3 separate regions of the Sus scrofa genome follow, and regions 1 and 2 are each linked to region 3. A link is a contact called in public Hi-C data. All regions are on one chromosome and are shown on one strand. The core of a region is the stretch at or near the end of the contact, and the rest is flanking DNA. Distances in the headings are between cores, read along the strand shown.

Region 1 (2,700 bases), core at 133-2,632, 160 kb before region 3:
TAGACAAATTCCATCTGCTCCTGTGGATTTTTCAGAGTTAGGGAGTCTTGGAAAGACGATCCGGACAGTGGCAGGGTAGGGGGAAGGGGGCTGGAAACCAGTGAATACTTTAAGAATTCCTTTTATTTATTTATTAAAATTTTTTTTTTTGTTTCTGGCTGCCCATGGCATATGAATTTCCCGGGCCGGCCAGGGATTAGATTTGAGCCATTGTTGTGACCTAAGCGGCAGCTGCTGCAATCCTGGATCCTTAACCCACTATGCTGGGCTGGGCCTCGAACCTGTGACCCAGCACTCCTAAGAGACCACCAGTCTTTTTGGGCCACAGCCGGAACTCCTAGAGTTCCTTTTAGAATCTTTGCTGTCAGCACAGAACCTGGCCCTCCCCGGGCTCCAAAGAAGCCTAAATATTGGAACTGGGGCTTAAAGCATTCAGTTGTCCAGAGATGAGGGAGGGGCGGAGAATGAACCAAAAGAGCGCATGTGAGGGATTCGAGGCTCCAAGGCAGGGCTTTATCCGTTCCCGGCGCGGCTGGTCTTGCGCCACCGGCTCGGAGCCCACGGGCTTCGCGATTATTTGTTGAATGAGGGAAGGACTAGACGGAGGCAGAGGCGGGAGAGGAACAGGCGCAGAAAGGCACCGTCCATCAGTCAGGGTCAGCGGGAAGCAGACTTTCCCTCCGCTAATCGCAGCTCCACTTGAACGAAGGGCGCCTCAGGAGGTGTGCGTGGCAGAGGAAAAGGGATGAGACTGGCAATGGGATGGCGCCACCCAGGGTGAAAGGGCAGGCGCAGCCGTGGGGCAGAAGAGAGGCAGGGGTGTCCAGAAACACGTACAGAACGGGACAGATGTGGGGACAAAACCCCTCAACCTCTTCCTCCTCCGACCCTCCAGCCTCCGGCCAGGGCCTCCGGTTGGCTGAACCCAAGGAGAAGCCAGCGGGCGTGAGAGCAGGACAGAGAAGGTTGGAGAATGGGAAAGCGAATCACCAGCCCATTGGGTGAGCTGAAACTGAAAGGTTCTGTTTTTTTTTAATTGAGATATAATAGACACATAACATACTAGTTGAAGGCATACAACTTAGTGATTCGGTAGCTGTGCACATTGTGAAGTAATCAGCAGAGTAAGTCTAGTGAACCTCCATTCCCACGCATAGCTACATTTTTTTCCCTTGTGATAAAAACTTTTTTTCTTGTCTTTTTGAAATTATAGTTGGTTTACACTGTTGCGCCAGTTTCTGCTGTGCAGCAGTGACCCCGTCATCTATAGACATTCCCTTTCTTAGGCCATCGTCCATCATGGTCTGTCCCAAGAGACTTGAGCTCCTTCCCTGTGCTGGGCAGCAGCACCTCCTGCTCAGCATTGTGAATGTGACAGTTTGCATCTATTCACCACACACTCCCCGGCCATCCGCTTCCACCTCCGCCCCCTTGGCAACCACAGGTCTGTTCTCACGTCTGTGGGTCAGTTTCTGTTCTGCAGGTAGGTTCGTTTGTGTCCTATTTTAGATTCCGCATATTAGTGATATCATATGGTGTTTGTCTTTCTCTGAAAACTTTTAAGATTTACTCCCTTAGCAACTTTCATAAAAGCTGATTTTTTTTTTAAGTTCTGCCTTCACTTCCCTGTGCCTTTGTTTGTTTCCTGTTCTCCCAAGATATCTCCAAAGACATCTATCATCTCTTGTCATTTGGACTGAAAGGCTATGAGCTGCCATCAGAGATTATGAAGGAGGAAGTGACAAAAAATAAGGGCACTGGGAACACTTATCTCTGTGCACATTCCGGCCCTGCCGCTCCTGCACTGTCAGCGTGGGCGGGTTACTTCAGATCGCTCTGCCTCAGCTGCCGTCTCTCAAAAATGAAGGAACTTATGGCAGCTATCTCCTAGGGGTGCTGTGAGGATAAAATGTGATAATCTAAGCAAAGTGAGTGGGTCTCATATTATTGCTTTCTAAAAAGCCTATCTTGGATCAGATTTAGGCAAATTCGTCTCACATTGAAGAATTTACTGTCAAATCAATGAAAGGGCAAGGTTTTAGCGAATGTGGCAATCAGAAGGAAAAGACCGGAGTTTTACGACTTCCTAACCAGGCAATTTTACTCTGCTTTTGTGGACCTAGGCTAAGAAGTTCCCTTCCTTAAGCACTGGTTGTTCTGCCTTTAAATAATATGAGAAGGTTAGAGAAGCTTAGGTAACGCTAAATGCAGTCCCCTACATGTGCTCTCAACATACAGCTGTGATTTAGCTACCAACGCATTTCTGAAAATTGCTTCCTTAGCATCTCAGCACTTTATTTGCAAGAACAACTGAAGCAGAAAGAAAATCAAGCAATGACAGGGGGGCTTCATTTTAGACTCATTAGTTGGCAAGCTAAGAACTTGCTCCGATCAGGTGGGGTTTCATCTGTAAGGACTGGCCTCCGACAGGAAAGTGAGCAGCTCCGGCTCAAAGGCTGAAGCACATTTTCTTTCCCTTTGCCCGCCCACTTCCTTATTTTTCTAATGCGAGTTTCACAGGCCTTCTTAATAGGTGAGATGTCTAACCCGCAGACTGCAATGCGCTCCTGTTTACACCGCTATTAAAGTTTAAACAGACATATCGTTTATGGAAAGACTGGCTATAATCACAACTTTTAAGATCCCCTCCTCCCTTGCCAAGTTTTAGCACTGCGATAAAAGAAACATTATTTTTTTACT
Region 2 (2,827 bases), core at 188-2,687, 200 kb before region 3:
GACTGTTCCAGACATTATTCAGGAGCGCAAAACCCTGGTCCCTGAACTCTTCCTCTTTCTGCACTCGGTTCAGAGACCTCCCACGGCCGAGAAAGATCATCCGGGGCTAAATATAGATCTACGCACACAAGCAGTGCCTGACCGGCGTCACATGGCGCTGCTGACGAAGGACTCCTTGGAGACGCGTTCGCCCAAACACACATAGACACACTCGTGTGCATATGCATCTGCACACACCATACCCACCGGATTCATCCGCGCAGACAGACGCGTCCACAGTCCTTAGACAGGGTCGCTGCCCAGAGACCCTCCTGCTGTTTACGACGCTTGTGCCACCCTCGGCGCTGTCAGAGGGCTCATTAGCTGCGGTGCTCTCGCCTGAACTGCGCGGACCGGGTTGGGGTGAAGTAGGAATGCGCACAACAGCCGTACGCAGACAGACAGACGCACGTACAGGCCTCCTGTCCCTCCCATTTCTCTCGCACAGCCCTGAAGTTCTTGCCACCGTTTCCCCAGAAGGAGGAGCCTCTCTCCTGCGGGCAGCCCGCGAGGCTCCCAGGTAGCTCCTGTTCACTTTATTAAAGCCCGACCAGGTGATCCGAGGCGACAAACCTGAGCTCAGGCAAGAGAAAGGCGACACGTTGTGCCCCAAGTTTGTCCGCTGAAGGAATATCACCTCGTCAGGGGCAAGTAAATGACTTCTGTTCCCCTGTCTCCGCCCAAAGAAGCAGACCTTAAGATCCTAAGGCTCCGACACCAAAAATAAACAGTTCCCTCCACCCACCCACCCGCACACGAAAACTGGCCAAGCAGCAGAAGGAAACAGCCTCGCAGTGCACAAGGAAGGGGAGACAGGATGAAAAAAGGATGAACGCAACTACAACTCAGACAAATCCTCGAAAATCGTGGCAAGATCTCGAAACAGAGGCTTGGCTTCGGGATCAGGGCGAGAAGCGAGGCACATCCCAAGCCTGTCCCCGCCCGCGACCCAACGGCTGGGTCCCGCACCTGTTGGCACCCAGGCCGCTGCCGGGGCGGCCCCAGACATCCTCGGCGGCCAGGCAAGGGGACTCTCCCGGTCTCCGGCTTTAGCAGGCGCTTTGAGCCGGCAGCGCCCACTGGCCCGGGCTCTCCCGCCGCCTCCCGGCGCACCGGCAGCCGGGGCGCAGGGAGAGAGCCGGGCGGCTCCGCGCGCAGCTCCGGGGACGCCTGGGAGAGCGCAGCGCGCGGCGGGGTCGCGCGTTCCCGCCGCCGGGCTCCCGTTTCTCCCGGGAGAATTGTTGACCAGAGAACAACCCACCTGCAGACGGCCCCGGGTCCTCGGCCTCCCGGCTGTGTGCCGCGCGCCCACAACGCAACCAAAGGACTGGGAGCGAAAGCGCGCGGGAAGAAGGAAAAGAAAAATCCGCCCAACCAGTCGGATGCCTTGTTTATACTGAAACTCCGGCCGCCGCCGCCGCGCACACCCCTCCGCCCGAGCGCCCGCCCCCGCCGCCGGCCCCGCCCGAGCGGCCGCACGGCCAATCACGGCGCAGCTCACCGCCCACTCCGCCACCGCCCCCGGCGCCGGGCACCAGCCCACGGGTCCCGGGGGCCCCGACTCTGGAGGCGCGGTTGCCCGGGTGCCCTCCTACGCTGCGGAGGCCCGCGGAGCCGGGCGCAGCGGTGTTTACCAGCGCGGGTTCGGCTCGCTGAGCCCGCGTGCGTCTCCTCCTGAGCGCATGTGCTGGAGGCTGTTTGTGCAGTCATGTGTGTACCCGTGTGTGTTCATTTACCTGTGTGCTACCTGTACATACCGGCCCGACTTGTTATACAGTATCTATTAACATAATTATGAGCTAGAGGTTACTGTCCGTGGAATTTTCAGAGGAGAGCTGAGAGAAACCACAAGAACACTGGCCCAGCAAATGTTTACAGAAAGCCTGCGTGCTAGGCATTGTGACAAACGCTGGGGGCACACTCCGGGCAAAAGGAGGCTGGATCCTGCCATTAGGAAGCGTGCAGTCTAGAGGAGGACAAGCGTTAAGCGAACGGTCACCTAAACAAAATGTCAAACTGCGGCTGTTAAAAGTTCCACCAAAAAAAAAAAAAAAAGGAAGAAGAAGAGGGAACCTGTGCTGTGAAATACGATTCTGGAGGCAAAGCGGGAGGTCCGGCCTCCCTAAAGGCTGCGCTGTCATGGTAACCATATACTCTAGAATTGGATACTTGATAACTGTTTTAGAAAAAAGATAGAAACTCCAGTACTTCACCTTGTACGAATACAAAAAAAAAAAAAAAAAAAAAAAAAAAAAAAAAAAAAAGGCTGGAGAAAAGAAACGATGGAAGCAAACAAGGGAAGGAAGAGATGCAGGGAAAGAATACAAACTAAACATCAGGAGACAGTTGCCCGCTACGTGACCTTGGATAAGTAAAGCCGCTTTTCTGCGTTTCAGTTTTCCCATGTGTAAAACAACACTATTCACACCTGTCCTATAGGAAGGCCTTCCATTAGGATGGCTGTGATAGAGGCCCCCTTTTTGTCCCGCTCCATCTTCCCTCCCTCCCGCCTCCTTTCTGGGATGGTAGCAGCCACCTCGAGGTTCACCGCGCCTATTCTGATTCCGCCCCTCCCTTTCTGCACAGGCACACCCCCTCTCACTTCTTTTTCTCTGATTATACTCCCTCCTTCTCTTCTGCAAACGGGTCTCCCCTGACTCAGTCATCCACTCCCATCTACCTGAGCTTCTCTGCCGTTTGTAAAAGGAGAGCCTGTCCTGGCCAGCTATTCAATACAAAGCACCGAGGCTTGGGTGGCCCTGCTCAGCTGGTGTGGTTGTGCTGGTTG
Region 3 (2,787 bases), core at 14-2,513:
TAGGGGACAGGGCAGAAATTATAAGCAGGCTCTAGTCCAAGCACTTATTTCACAGATGGAGAAACTGAAGTTTTGCCCAAAGTTAGAGAAATCAGGACAAGACTTTACCCAAACAGAGAAACCAAAGAATGTGCCCAAAGTTAGACAATCAGGACAAAGCCTCCTGAAGGTCAGGGAAATTCCAGTCTAGAGATCCTCGGTTCAGATTTCTTTTCACCACTTCACTACATCTTGTCTCTTCTCTAATAGTAGCCCATGGCATATACACTTATTTGCACGATATATATGAGATCTATACAGCATATGCGTATGATATGTATGTATAGACACATAACATACATGATATACATATACATAGATATCATATATATACACAGATATCACATTTATATATAAAATCAGGGAAAGCTCATATTTGCTGAAAGGAATCTAGTGTCGAGAAGTCTCAGCAACACTTGATACTAATTCACTAAGGAACTCTTGCCCCACCATTGCTCTAATCCCGAACTAAATGGTATCCTACTGGGACGGGTACTTAGCTTTCTAGCAAGGTTTCCATGGAGACAAAGAGCCAGATTCAGCCAACACGGAGGGGCTTTTTGCACAGGGACTAGCACAGGGCATATAGTAGGTTTTCAGGAAAGGCTTGCCAACCTGCTGCAAAGAACCTGACATACACTTTAGAACACAATGCATAGTAATTTTCAGAGCAGAAAGTCAGTGTAGACAGCCTAGCAAAGTTAGGTGAAGGCAGGAGCGAGTCACTGGATGGAGGAGGAGGAGAAGGCAAGAGCTCTCAGCTTCTCTTCTGCCCCAGACACTTAAAGGTCTTTATTTCTCTTCTTTTCTCTTGTCTCTTTTTCATTTCAGATCAAGGAGTCTGCATCTGGAAGCCACTGATCACAGCTACAGATCTTCCCCAAGTTACAGCGCGGTTTCCATCTCCATAAACGCTTCCTAAGTTAAAGTGTTCACTGAGCCGAAAGTGCATTGAATACACCTGACCTACCGAATATCACCGCTTAGCTGAGCCAACTGTAAACGTGCTCCGAATACGTCCATCAGCCTACAGTTGAGCCAAATCATCCCACACCGAGCCTATTTTACAATAAAGGGTCCAACGTTGCGTGTAACTGATGGAGTACTCTACTGAAAGTGCAAAACACGGTGACTCTGCGGCTACCGAATGGCCGTAAGCACACTGGCCATTCGCCCTCGGCTCACGCAGCTGACTGGGAGCTGCTCACTGAGCATCAGGACAGCATGTTGCATCAGCTGTCCTCAGCCTGGGAAAAGATCCAAGTTCAAAGTCTGGGGTATGGTTGCTGCTGAATGTACTTCATAGAGTTGAAAAATCTTATGTCAGGAACTGTCTGTGTTGGCTCAAGGTCTCAGGTGCTCAAAAGAGATTTAGAACAAAAGGACTTAAAAACTCCTATTTCCATTTTGTTTTGCTGCCTCACTCAAGAGACTCAGGTAAACTAAAAGGCCATTTAAAAATTCTGCTTCTTCCATGTCCACGAAAGGTGCCTAACGCAGCCTAGCATAGCCTCTTCACCATTAGTCGGCCAAAGCTGTGACATCGAGTCATAGAATATGCCCCTTATATAATACTTATTATTAAAATGAAGTACCCCCTGAAACGTGGGGATATAATTATTCCCGGAGCTAATACTTCCACTGAAATCCGTATTCAAAGGCTTCTGTTATCACCGACTTGTTCAATGCCCACATTTACTAAAACAGCACTAATGGGTTTTAAAGGTGCATTCAGAAGCTGTGCTGGTCAGCAGAAGCCAGAAAAATACAAATTGTCTTAATAGCTATATCTGCTCCTCTTCAAGGAGACTGAAGAGAAATCTCATTTTCACAAATGAAAATCTTGTTACTAAAGACCTCTAGACTCCATCTGGCCCGTGCTGCAGCTGGAAGAAATGCCATCTCCAAACAAGGCAGCAAACTGGATAAAGTGGCTTCGTGGTGTCATTCTTGTTGCCATTTAATAGAAGTTCCGCCTTCCCATCCCTTATTTGATAGCTTCCCCTGTTGAATTAGTGACTACAAACAAACCCGGAAAGTCTTACGACGTAACTACCCTCCAGTGCGGTGTTCCTTTAGCACCAGCAATGCTTTCAGAAGCTGCTTGTGGCGGGAGAATTCGAGGAGCCCGTTCTGTGTCCAGCGAGCTGCCATTCTTCTTGTTCCCAGCCTCACCACCGAACTGCCTTCATTCTCCCTTCTTCGTCAGCAACCCACGTCCATTTCATACGAAGACGCCACGCTTCTCCTTCGATATCGCTTTCATTCGTATCTTCTCCTCCCCACCATCCTTCCATCCAAACCTGAGCCCAGGGTATCGTCACTGGCGATGACAGCGTGGGCCAGCCGGCCTCCATACATCAACTTCTCCCCATCCCAGTTCAGCCTGTGTGCTGTGCCAGGCATCATGGTCATCTATCCTATTCCTGCTCAAAACTTCTTAAAGAAAATCCAAGACATCTAATTTAAGTCCCAAGGCTCCACCCGACCTCCGAATCAAATTCTCTCCGCATCACTTTGTAGAATCCAGGCAGGTGGATCGCCTCCCTGAATCATGAACTTGTGATGTTTAGTCCTATGTCTTTCTTTTTTCTTTCTGTCTTTTTAGGGCCGTACCCACGACATATGGAGGTTCCCAGGCTAGGGGTCCAATCAGAGCTGTAGCCGCCAGCCTACACCAGAGCCACAGCAACGCGGGATCTGAGTCACGCCTTCGACCTACACCGCAGCTCAGGGCAGTGCCAGATC

What was found. A called contact is a pair of places that touch in the nucleus more often than the background predicts.
Region 1: a Hi-C map of liver shows a contact between it and region 3, with 3 times the contacts expected there. The contact joins two enhancer-like sites. A contact is called at or near these places in 1 of 47 Hi-C or Micro-C datasets (liver) and 1 of 2 datasets of contacts at active chromatin or transcription factors (alveolar macrophages).
Region 2: a contact with region 3 is called in a Hi-C map of liver, with 5 times the contacts expected there. The contact joins the promoter of RASGEF1B here to the enhancer-like site in region 3. A contact is called at or near these places in 1 of 5 promoter capture datasets (liver), 2 of 47 Hi-C or Micro-C datasets (both in liver) and 2 of 2 datasets of contacts at active chromatin or transcription factors (alveolar macrophages and skeletal muscle).

The regions. Positions count from the first base shown.
Region 1 is chr8:136,516,138-136,518,837 of Sscrofa11.1, reverse strand. The region is part of intron 1 of LOC106510559 (a long non-coding RNA gene); the gene reads right to left. It also overlaps a transcript of RASGEF1B not described here. Among named protein-coding and RNA genes, the nearest start is that of RASGEF1B, 39 kb to the left of the region's middle. Within about 2 kb of position 1,382, at least 18 of the 83 cell types and tissues checked have an H3K27ac peak or open chromatin away from gene starts, as enhancers often do. A contact at or near this core is called in liver, where this site is marked.
Region 2 is chr8:136,554,825-136,557,651 of Sscrofa11.1, reverse strand. RASGEF1B (RasGEF domain family member 1B) reads right to left here and starts at 1,437. Exons shown (of 14, transcript NM_001195367.1): 1 at 1,301-1,437.
Region 3 is chr8:136,357,232-136,360,018 of Sscrofa11.1, reverse strand. It overlaps a transcript of RASGEF1B not described here. Among named protein-coding and RNA genes, the nearest start is that of RASGEF1B, 200 kb to the left of the region's middle. Within about 2 kb of position 1,263, at least 3 of the 83 cell types and tissues checked have an H3K27ac peak or open chromatin away from gene starts, as enhancers often do. A contact at or near this core is called in liver, where this site is marked.